2 separate regions of the Gossypium hirsutum genome follow, and region 2 is linked to region 1. A link is a contact called in public Hi-C data. All regions are on one chromosome and are shown on one strand. Each heading gives the region's core, a stretch centred on a gene start, on an enhancer-like site or on the middle of the called end of the contact. The rest is flanking DNA. Distances are from core to core; before and after follow the strand shown.

Region 1 (6,359 bases), core at 2,418-4,917:
ATATTATCTAATCAAGAGAAATGTGGAGGAAGACTTAGAGGGGAAAAACAAATTGAAGCTTTCAGAGATGCTTTGGATTATTGTGGACTCACGGATCTTGGTTACCAGTCGTTGGTATACTTGGGAAAGGGGGAATTTTGAGTCTACCAATATTCGAGAAAGATTAGATAGAGGAGTTGCGAATTTCCAATGGTATAATTCTTTCTCTAATTATAAGCTTGTTCATTTACCAAATTCGACTTCGGATCATTGCCCTATTTTCCTTGATTCTGATTTTTTTTGCTAATGATAAATATGTAGTTAAGAATCGAGATTTCCGATTTGAAAAAATATGGTTATTGGAAGTCATGTTATGCTGAAGTTAAGTTTTTGTGAGAATTGAATAAGCATCTTAATGTTCCGAAGCGTCTCCATGCTGTTGGCAAAGGTCTCAGTAGATGGGCAATGAGGATTAGGAGGGAGAAATATGGTAAAGTGATTTCTTTTAAAAGCAGATTGAATACTCTTGACAACACCCCTCCTAATGACGAGACCTTGGAGGAAATTATTGAAGCTAAGCTAGATCTTAATCTGGAAATAGATAAAACCAAAATGTACTAGGAACAGAAGGCCCGATCTAATTGGCTTAAGAATGGGGATCATAATATAAAATTTTTCCACAGTCTTACTTCTAACAAACGCCGTATGAATAAGATCATGAGACTCAAATGTGAGGATGGTTCGGTTATTACTGAGGAAGATGAGATGATGAAGACGACAGTCAGCTATTTTAAGGAATTATTTACTAGTTCTTGGCAGAGGGATGATGATAATACGTATGGAGGAGTTTCCTCAAGAATGTCTCCATCTATGAATGAAAAACTATTGCGTGAGTTCAAGGTTGAGGAAATCAGAGAGGCTCTTTGGGAGATAGAGCCGACTAAAGTGCCAGGAGTTGATGGTTTTCATGTTATTTTCTTTCAAAAGTTCTGGCACAAAATCGGACAGGATGTAGCGAAGTTTTGTTTACAAGTCATTAATAGGGAGACTTCACTTCATGAAGTTAATTCTACCAAGATTATTCTCATTCCCAAAGTAAGTGATGCAGATATGATGTCTCTATTTCGCCCTATTAGTCTATGTTCAGTCTTATACAAAATAATTTCTAAGACCATTGCTAATAGATTGAAATTGGTTTTGGACCAATGCATTGATCATGCTCAAGGAGCGTTTGTGCCGGGTAGACTAATCTTAGATAATGTCCTTGTGGCATATGAAATTTTACATGCTTTGAAAAAGAGGAGAAAAGGGAAAAAAAGGTTTTTTTGCGTTAAAGCTTGACATGAGCAAAGCTTACGATAGAGTGGAATGAGGTTTTTTAGAAGGAATGATGAAGCATATGGGTTTTGCGTCGGAATGGATTAGTTTGATAATTTATTGTATCTCCTTGGTGTCTTATACTGTCAATTTCAATGGGTCCTCGAGTGAGAATTTTTTCCCTCAAAGTGGACTACATCAAGAGGATCCTTTAAGCCCCTACCTTTTTCTGATTTGTACGGAGGGCTTATCAGCTTTATTAGATTCTGCTGTTCAGACATGCAACTTAAGAGGGGTGAAAGTTTGTAGAGGAAGCCCTGCTGTCACTCACCTATTTTTTGTTCATGACAGTATTATTTTTGGCGATGCAAACGATACAGGAGGGCGGGTTTTGATGGATATTTTGAAACGTTATGAAACTGCGTTAAGGCAGAAGATAAACCTTGATAAGTCACAGATTTTCTTCAGCTCAAATGTCTCTGATATTTCTTGTAGTCGTTTGGTGCAGATGTTAGGAGTTCGGCGATCACTATGTATGGAAAGATATTTGGGTCTCTCTACGATGGTTGGGAGGAAAAAGAAGGATGTGTTTCAACATATTTGTGATAGGATGAGGATGAAAGTTCAGAGTTGGGGAGATAGACTTCTTTCTCAAGGTGGAAAAGAAGTTTTTATTAAAACGGTCCTTCAAGCTATTTCTACATACTCGATGTTGTGTTTCCTGTTTCCTAAGACGTTGCGTATGAAGCTTGAAAGTATCATGAGTAGGTTTTGGTGGCAAAAAAGTTCAACTTGAAATGGAATGCACTGGTGTAACTAGGCTAATCTCAGTATCCCTAAAAATTGTGGTGGTATGGGTTTTAGGGATCTTGGCAAGTTTAATATTGCCTTTTTAGCGAAACAAGGTTGGAGGTTAGTTACTAATCTGAATTCTTTATTGGGACGTATTTATAAAGCTAGGTACTATCCCCATACCTCATTTTGGAATGTCACATTAGGCACTAATCCGTCGTATACTTGGAAGAGTATTTTTGCGGCCAGAAAGGTTTTAGAAGATGGTTTGGGCTAGAAAGTGGGATCAGGTTCCCAAATATCAATTTTGCAAGATTGTTGGTTACCTCGTTGGGCAGGGGGAAAAATTCACGCTACTCCTGCAAACAGCATGTTTGACAAAGTGTCAGAGCTTATTGATTATTCTACTAAGTCCTGGAAAGTGGATTTAAATAGTAGGTGTTTTACCCCTTTGGAAGCTATTGTAATCTGTTGCATTCCTCTTTCGGTTTACAACTCTAAAGATAGAATGGTGTGGTTTGCTGATAACTTTGGCAGGTATACGGTTCGTAGTGGGTATCGCTGTCTTGTTGGTTCGCGGGTTGAAGACGCTATGAATACTGACTCTTCAGGAGTTTACAAAAATATTTGGGAATTAAATCTTCCCCCAAAGATCAGAATCGCTGTTTGGCGATTTACAAAAGATTATATTCCTGCTACTGTTAATCTATACAATAGACGTTTTAGCTCTTCCCCAAGTTGCCCTAGCTATGGTGAAGCCTCGGAGAATTTCATGCATACTCTCCTAGTTTGTGGACCTGCGAAAGATGTTTGGCAATCAATGGGAGTTGACTAGTCAAATTTCAATGAGAGTATGGATTTTTGTACCTAGCTCAACTTGGTTTTTCAAGACAGAAGGCATGATTTTGGTGAAATTGCTACAACCACAGCCTGGGCACTCTGGCAAGCCCGAAATAAACGCACAATGGAGGGAAAGCGACAATCAGCCGAAGATATCTGCTCTCTTACTTTCAGTATTATAAAGGAGATGTGTAAGTTGAAAGAGAGAATACCTGCTCCGGTGAACAAAATGAATCCCATTTGGATGCCTCCTCAAGAACCTTTTGTTAAGGTAAATTTCGTTGCTGCATTTAGAATAACTCTTCGTCAGTCATCTTCTGGTTTTATTATCAGAAATTCTAGGGGTCAGGTGATGGGATACGGAACCATTTTTAATAAGTTTGTCTCAGATTCGTTCACTGCTGAGGCTATAGCCTGCCTTCAGGCTCTGGATTTCGCTAGGGATATGGGTTTTACTCATGTGCAAATGAGGGTGATTCTAGAACTACGATTGCTAAAATAAACCAAGTTCTTCCAGATTTTTCAGACATGAGGACTTACATCGAAGAAATAAAGATACAAGCAAGTTCTTTTCAGTGTATTTCCTTTTAGCATGTTGACAGACGAGCGAACATGGTGGCTCATATGTTAGCAAAAGAGAGGATGTTGATTTCGGAAGATAGTTTCTGGGTACAGGACTTACCGGTAGTGGCAGAAGTTTACTTGGCCAGAGATCTTGTGGGCATGACTTCTTAGTCTTGAAGGGTGCTCTGTGTGGGGTTTTTGGCTGGAGAAATTTTTGGGTTTTTCTTGATCTGCTGTTGAGATAGAAGTGGGTATTGATTTGTCGTTCCATCTTTCCCACTAAGTTTTACCGAGAGTTAAGTTGTTTTTCCTCTGTAGTGCTTTACAGCTAAGGTTGGTTTATTAGTTTTATCATTTGTTTGGTTTTTTGTATTTGACTCTTTATTTTTTTTATTTCTAATAAATCTCTCGGTGTTTACGTCAAAAAAAAATATTGAGAATATACCATATTTGTACATTATGGAGGGATTCAATGGTTGTCCACCATTTCCTCATTTTTATACAATTAATATTTAAAAAATAGGATGGATCTACTTACACAATACAAAAAATAAAATTGTTTTACACACTTTCATAACTATTTATATGGTTAATATTTTAATGATTCAACCATTATATTTTATGGTCTATTCATGTAGATCATGCATGTCAAATTTGATGTAAATTTAAAACTTCTAACTTTTTTTTATGTAAAAAAATTCAACAATTGAATATATATATTAATATATAAAGTATTTTATATCGATATGATAAAAATATCAGATCATTTCGAAAATTTACATGCATGACAAATACAATTATATTGATAAATTCAACGGTTAGATCACTAAAATATTAATCATATAAATAGTTACGGAAGTACGTAAAACTACTTTAGTTTTTACACCATGTAAGTGGATCCCTCCCCCTTAAATAATCTAATCTTCTAATTTATCAAGATATTTGTACTAGTTATACATGTAAATTTTAGATTGATCTGATATCTCTATCATATCGATTTAAAATATTGTCTATATTAATATATATTTAATGGTTTAAAGTTTCTTTTTACATACAACAACTACTTAAAATTTTTCAATTTATGTGAAACTTGACATGCATGATCTACATGAATAGAGTATGAAATATAACAGTTGGAATGTTAAAATAATTGTAGTATAAAAAATTATGAAAGTGTGTTAAACCACTTTAGTTTTACATTTTACAATGGTGTAAGTGGTTCTCTCTCCTTATCTATGCTAATATTTAAAGTTTCGATTGAGTTGGTGTCACCTTCAATCGGGTCCTAACTCAAGTCTAAATTTACTAAAACCCCTTATTTTTACAAAGTGGTAAATATTGTTTTGAAGGTATTTCTATCTTTTTATGTTTTTATATAAAATCTAAAAAATACATACATAACACTAAAAAATAGTCTGCTATACTAGCACGTTTTTGTTTTCTTCTCTAGCAAAGTTTTTTAGGAATTTTTTTTTGTTTTTAGTGAGTGATTGTGGAATCGACAGTGGCATGATAGGTGTTTGGTTGTAATTGGTTAGTATTGGGGTTTATTGGCGATGGAGAATGAATTAGCAGAGCTATCTTTAGATAAAGCGGAGGAGGAGATTTTACAAGTACAGGAGGAGTCTAATTTATCGAAGGAAGCCATTAATCTATGTCTGGTAGGGTGTTTCCTCACAGCGAGTGTAATCCATTTTTCAGCTATAAGATGCATGATGGCGAATATTTGGCATCTTATAAGAGGAGTTCATATCTCAAATATGGGGGATAAGAGATTTCTCTTTCGTTTTTTTCATAAAATGGGTCTCGAGCGTGTGCAAAATGGGCCTCCATGGACTTTTAACAATCATTTGTTGGTCTTCCATCGAATGGATGTGGGTGAGGATCCGCCCAAGGTACCATTGATCTATACATGGTTTTGGGTATAAGTGCATGATGTTCATCCAAGTTTTTATTTTGAAGGTATAGCATGGCAATTGAGGGATTTTATTAGTAAATTCTTAGAGTATGACACTAAGAGTTTAGAAAGTGGCTTACAAAGCTATATGCAAGTACGAGTTGAAATAGATGTCAAGCAACCCTTGAAGTAGGTTATGTTAACTAGAGAAAAATGTTCTTATGTTCATTTTAAATATGAAAGACTGACAATGCTTTGTTTTTATTGTGGGAATTTAGGGCATAATGACCCATTCTATAAGATCTAGATGGAAAAAGGGGAAGAGGTTGTTGATATGGGATGGGATCTATCGCTGAGAGCTCAGTTAAGGATAACATTAGCAATGAATAGCATTTGGCTGGGGGGGAAGGTGTAGGGGGTGAAATTGGATAACTATGATTGGTATGGATTTGGATGGGGATCTTGAGAGGAAGACGAGGCTTAAAAAGGCATATAGACCCTATTTTAGGGTTAAACTTAGAAAGAGATTTGCAACATAGGAGTGGGAAAATGGATATGGACCACGATTTGGAGGACTACCCCATAGAAAATGGTAAAGGGAAGAAGAGAAAACAAAAGAAATGTTGGAGTCTCAGTGAATCACTGGTGAATGAATCATTGGGAAACTTAGTTGGAAGATTGATAGACCGGGATCATCTATTATCGGCAACTACCAAGAAGCAAGTCGACTGGTCGCAATGAAAATCATATACTAAAATGTTTTTGGTTTGGAGAGTCCACGAGCAATAAGAAGACTTCGGCATAAGATGAAGATGTATAATTCCCAATCAGTCTTTTTTATGGAGACTAAACTGAATAAAAGAAGGATGGAAGGTGTTTGTAGGAGATGTGGTTTCTTAGATGGCATTGAGGTTTCGACTAATGATTCAAAAGGGGGTCCTTGTCTGGCTTGGAAGAAGTTGGTTGCTGT
Region 2 (5,801 bases), core at 1,008-3,507, 150 kb before region 1:
ATATTTTTTTAAATTTGGTACAATGGTGTCGGCCATAAGTATCCCAACACCCAAATTTTTTTTTATATTTTAAAAAAATTAATTTGATAAAGGGGTGCTGGCCATTAATGTGCCAGCACCCCAACATTTTTTTTTCAAATGCAAGTATAAACATATACCAGTATGATATGAGATGAAAAAAATATAAGGGTGTCGGCCATCTAGTCCCCAGCACCCAAAAAATCATTTTTTTTAAAAATCATTTTTTTTAACGCCTAACACAATCATCAGGCAATGATTGTGTCAGAAAAAATGCTGATGCCGACCATTTAGTCCTCCTACTCATTTTTACTATTTATTTCAGATCATTTAAGTGATTGTTTTTGAATAATATCATTTATATAAATAATTACCTGGGTCATTTGGGTAAAATAATATTTGCCAACAGATCATAGATAAGGTTTCAGGTGAGAGGAAGTGATAGGAGAATGGATATCAACAAACTCAACAGCTTGGTTTGGTAAATAGAAAAGATATACATGATACTCATTGATTGACGAAAAGTTGAAAACCCATAATTGAAAAAAGTTCAGATTTATGAGAGTTTGAATGTAAATTTTTCTGAAGTGTAGCAAACTGACAAAAGCTAATGGTCCCATTGGCACAATAGGTAGAGATGGATATCAACATTTCCTACGTAGGATATCAACTTTTTCCCATCAAATATCACTGTCCCAAAATTTATCACCTCGTTTTAACTCTTCTTGTTTCACCGTTTTGCCCTTCCCTTGTGTCCCCAGATTCAACTTTTTCCCCTAAAATCTGGAATGTTAAAGATAGATGAATAAGAGGGCACCAAGAAGTTGCATATTGAGCAGGTTTCGAGCAGTTGCCATCGAGGCTGAAAAACAAAGCTCCGTGCATGGCAGATAATGGTTAAATGGAAACCAGAAAGGTATGAAAAGGACCTGCTTATAGGTAGTGAATTTTTCCAGCTACAAATTTTCTGTTTCCAAGCCTAATAATCCATTCACAGGAATAAAAAGAACAATAAAAAAAATGGAATGAAACCCCAAATTGCAACTAAAATCTCTAATAATTTTGTCACATTCATATGAAAATGTGTGGAATGATGCAAACATTCCAAAAGTTTGATCTTCCGCGAAACCCGATTTCGGTTTAACTATTTATGAATGATGCGAACAAGTCAGTTTTCGAACTATTAAACAGTTTTCGAACTATTAAAGAAACCTAAAAAAAAGGGTCCCCCATATATGAAGAAAAACGAAGGGAAAAGAGTTCTGGTTTTCTGTATATTTTGGTGGGTGGAAAAGGGAAGGCTAAGTCAAATGACAGCTGAAAAATCTTTCTTAAGCATTTTCAAATTTGGATTCCACACGACATTTCTTCTATATAAAGATTTCATTGCCACCATGATGTTGCTATCAATCATAATTCATATGAAAAAAAAAATCTCTTTAACAATTGGTTGGATATTACTCTTACTTTTTCTATAAAATCTTTCTTTTCTTGGAACTTTCTTGTATTGCAAAAACATCCAGCAATTTCTTGAAGTTTCACTTTCTACTGTAAAACCAGGAGAAAAAATGGTTTTTTTTTAATATTTCTTTTGTCCCTTTATTAAGTTCGAAAGGCAAAATTATGAAACACCCACTTGTGTTTTAGCATTGTAGGACCCTTAGACCCCATTTTCATTTGACTAAAAAAAGTCTGATCTTTGATTTTAAAAGGTTAAGTTTAATATCAATAAAGTACAATTCTTTGTGTAAGCAAGTTCTACTATTTTTTTTTAGGTATAAGCCATTATCAAATTAACTGTAAGTTAAGACATAACGGTAGTTGCAAAGATTGAATTTTGAAGTACAAACAGTTTGGACCATTCCTTGCAACACAAGTAGGTGGCTGCCGTCCATAGAAAATGATAGCTTGAATAAGCAGTTGTTTTGAAGGGGCCAAAACTTGCAAGTAATTGTCCTTAGAAGAACATCAAAAAAGGAAAAGTGTACAAAGGGGGAGACCAAACCAGACCAGAGCAGACTCAAGTTGCCAGCTAATGGAGCCAATTCCTTTTTCTATTGTTCTAAATTTCCCAGTTTTTGCTTTCACACCTTTCTAATTTCCCCCGTTAATTACAATAGTTATCTAAATATATAAAATTATAAACTTTCACTTGTTGAGCTTTTAAGCTATTGTGTTATGGTCATGGCCTGGCTTGCACCCAACAGCCGGACCTACCAAATTCCGTACTGGGACCCGAACACTCAGGACAATTGCCGGTGCACCTCTCCACATGGTATTATTGGGTCACATACACACCTCCCCTTTCATTTTATAAAATCCCCTCTCCCCATCGCTCCTCAGTCTCATTCCTCTCCTCATATTTGCCATTTGAGCCGACACTTCACTAAAATAACCATCCTTCATTAACAGCATCTCTTTTTCTTCATACATATGAGAGAAGGAGCAACAGCATCAGAAAGAAGTAGTGGTTCATCGTCGAGGAAGAGTAGTAGTAGTGTATGTGATGGAGAATCAGGTTGTTTCGCCACCCCATGTGGATGCATTTCGACCGTCCCTCGGCTTCCCTCTTGGCACTGCCCTCCTCTTAATCATCATTTTCAGCTTGAGTGGTATCTTCTCCTGCTGCTACCACTGGGACAAGCTCAGATCACTCCGCCGATCTCCCGCCGACCGCACCGATCCCCATCCCGATATCGAAGCTTCTCCCTCCAAACCCATGCCTGATTTCTTGGTAATTTCTCTGCCACCCTTTCAGAAAAAAAAATGATATGAGAATTCAACCTTTAGCTCATTTTTTTTCTTTCTTATTGTATTTCAGGATTTAAAGAAAAACCAAAGCCAAAGCCTACCTGTATTAATGCCAGGAGATGAGATCCCAAAATTCATAGCATTACCATGTCCGTGTCAGCCTCCACGGCAAGACAAGGTTGAAGTGAAAATTGAAAAGCCACCCAAGCCAGCGCGTTGCCCAGTACCTTTTGGATTGGCTATTTGACCACTTGTTGTACATAATTTGGAGAAATTAGATTAATTTTCCCTTTTCTCCATGAGTTTTTACCAGTAAAAGAAAAAAGAAGACGTGAGTTTGTGTGTACAATTTCATGCCATCATTCCCCCAAGGAAGAAGATTCCAATTGTTTTTGTCAGTTGGAAAATGAGATGGCTTAATGAAATCGGTATCCATAAAAGCGTAGATCCAGATCTCACTGTTTAAGTTTATAGATTATGTACGTCATTCATTTATATGACACACCCTACCTTATTCCCCAATGTCATGTAATCTTTCCTTCATCATTCTTAAATTTGCAGTTTGTTTTGTAAGAGCAAACTTGGTTGAAGTTTTTAAGTCCAATTTTCTTGGCTAAGCAAACTATGTATTTTCTTTCCTAGAAAGAGGTCTAGGTATCTTTAGTGTTCATTTTTCAGTACATGAAGGATTGAAAACTATTTTTTTATTTGAGTTGCCTTGATAAAAATTACTACACTCTGGTCTATTTGGGGATAGGGAAGTGGAACCAAGTTAGCCCTTATCTGTAAAGGACCAGTGCGTAAAATTAGGCAAACCTGTAGGGCTTTTCTATCAATATGCCTTTGTAAGGACAAATTTCAAGTCAAGCAAAAGCACATTTTCCATGTTAATGGTACTTGTTATGGTATTATCTCATTTTCCGTTTTGGTAGGTTGGTACTTTGTCTGGTATTATCTCAGTTTCTGTTTTAAACGTAGTTTCTGTTTCAAGTCAATCTGCTTGTTTTTAGACGAAAAAACTGCACTATTTAAATTTTAACGATATTGATGTACTTATTGGTGTAACAATTCACATATAATTCATAAATTGTCACTTGAATTTTTATATTAATGCCATTAAAATTTTAACAGTTTAAATCAATTTTATTATTGTAAAAAGTAAGCCATTTGATTACATTTTAAAAATTGAAAACTAAAATGATTATGTTACCATATAAATGCATTAAAATTTTCGAGTATAAAAATTAAAAACCATGAAACTGGAATTTCAAATGCCCCCTCCCCCTCAAAATTAGACTTGGAAAAAAGGAAGAAAGATTAAAGAATAGGGGAGAAACAGGAAGTGATATCAAAGTAGGAATAGATTTCTATCATTGCAAGCAATTGGTTATTCAGTAACCGAACAGACTGCATTAAAACGTTGCAAACAAACTTCATGTTTATGTTCTTCTCACGTGGCTTACGAAATACGCTAGACATGAGATGTCATGCCACTACGCCAGGTGTTCCACAAAAACCACCCAACAAACTAACTAATTTAAATGTTGAGCCAAATCCAGTTTTCACGTTATCCTCTATAAGTATATTCACACCTATATTCATTTTATATTTTTTTTTATTTAAGGTGATAAATGAGAGCATATTAATATAAATACTTTCATATCATTTCATCTATAATTTAATCTATTCTAATTTAATACTCAATTAGCTTTAGTAACCAATTGGATGTTTATAAAATATTTTAGATATTTAACTTAAAACGACACGTAAGAAATTTATAACTTTGTGAAATTATAACGGTGCACACTTTAATTTAAAATCAATTTTCAAAAATATTTGAATTATATATTCGTTGAAATTTTGAATTATTTAAATTTAAAGTTATATATAATTTAAATTATGTTTTGATTACTAAAATTTAAAAGTTATAATATAGCCTCTTAACGATATTGATATGTTGCATTTTGGTCATTGTGTTATTAAATGTCCTTTATGGTATAGCAAATAGTTTTTGACATGTTATATAATTATTTTAGGTCAAATTCCATAACTAACCCCTATACTTTTATGAATAATTTAATTTTTCGCTGGCTTGAATACACTTCTAAGCTTTGAATTTGATAATTTGTACCAAGTTAGTAATTATAGTTAGAAAATTCTAATAAAATTTATTTTAAAAATATTTTTCGAATCTTATTATAAAATTCTACTTTTACATATAAGCGCCAGGCTGAATTATCGGGTAAAGTAACTTTGATAACCATACCAAAGGAGGCTTTTATTTGTGGTAAGGTGATTGGAGCGTGTAGCCTAATGTTGCACGATACTTTTACAGTTAACTGTGAAGCTTGGTTGCATAGAGTTAAATTTGGTATCATTTACATTTCTTCTAGATTCAAACAAATTAGCAAGGCCAGAATGTGTAATTGTGATCACCATCATCTTTAAATTACTAGCTGAGCAGCCAAATGTCATTTTTTGTTTACATAAATTATTTCTGCTTCAACCAAAAGCCTATGAATGTGGATTTTAGTTTTCCCTCATGCTGCTTCTCCTGAACGAACTCACAAAAAGTACAAGTTCAATTCCACAATCATCGCACGCACTGATTCATTTTTAGCTAATCTGTTTCCATTTTAATCAACTATGTACAGAATAGGAAAACAATCTAACAATCTAATGTCACACCTTCCATTTATTTCATTTCTAATAATATATATTGTTACCCACAATTGATGTTTAATGAAAAATACAACATTTAATGGAAGTGTTTGATTACCGTAACTACTACGGCTTGGCAGTGCAAAAACTGTACAAACAAAAACACAAAGAACACAAGACTTGTTTATACAATTTGGTTTTCCTACGTTTGTGAAACCAATGAATAATTCCACTATCTTTAATCCACAATACAACAAGTGAATCACACTCTATCAATCCCTGAGTATAAAGATATTATCTTCGTACCTAAAGACTAGAACACTCACCTTCAAATCCTTCTTCTGAAAACTTAGGCAGTAAACATTTAATGT

What was found. A called contact is a pair of places that touch in the nucleus more often than the background predicts.
Region 2: a contact with region 1 is called in a Hi-C map of leaf, with 2.7 times the contacts expected there. The contact joins the promoter of LOC107931521 here to the enhancer-like site in region 1. A contact is called at or near these places in 11 of 34 Hi-C or Micro-C datasets (anther, callus, fibers and 2 more).

Annotation. Positions count from the first base shown.
Region 1 is chrA12:48,916,484-48,922,842 of Gossypium_hirsutum_v2.1, reverse strand. No RefSeq gene overlaps it. Among protein-coding and RNA genes, the nearest start is that of LOC121210789, 13 kb to the right of the region's middle. Within about 2 kb of position 3,667, at least 7 of the 9 cell types and tissues checked have an H3K27ac peak or open chromatin away from gene starts, as enhancers often do. A contact at or near this core is called in fibers and leaf, where this site is marked.
Region 2 is chrA12:49,061,164-49,066,964 of Gossypium_hirsutum_v2.1, reverse strand. LOC107931521 reads left to right here and starts at 2,257. Exons shown (of 2, transcript XM_016863431.2): 1 at 2,257-2,752; 2 at 2,840-3,660. The coding sequence starts at 2,525. The coding sequence ends at 3,016.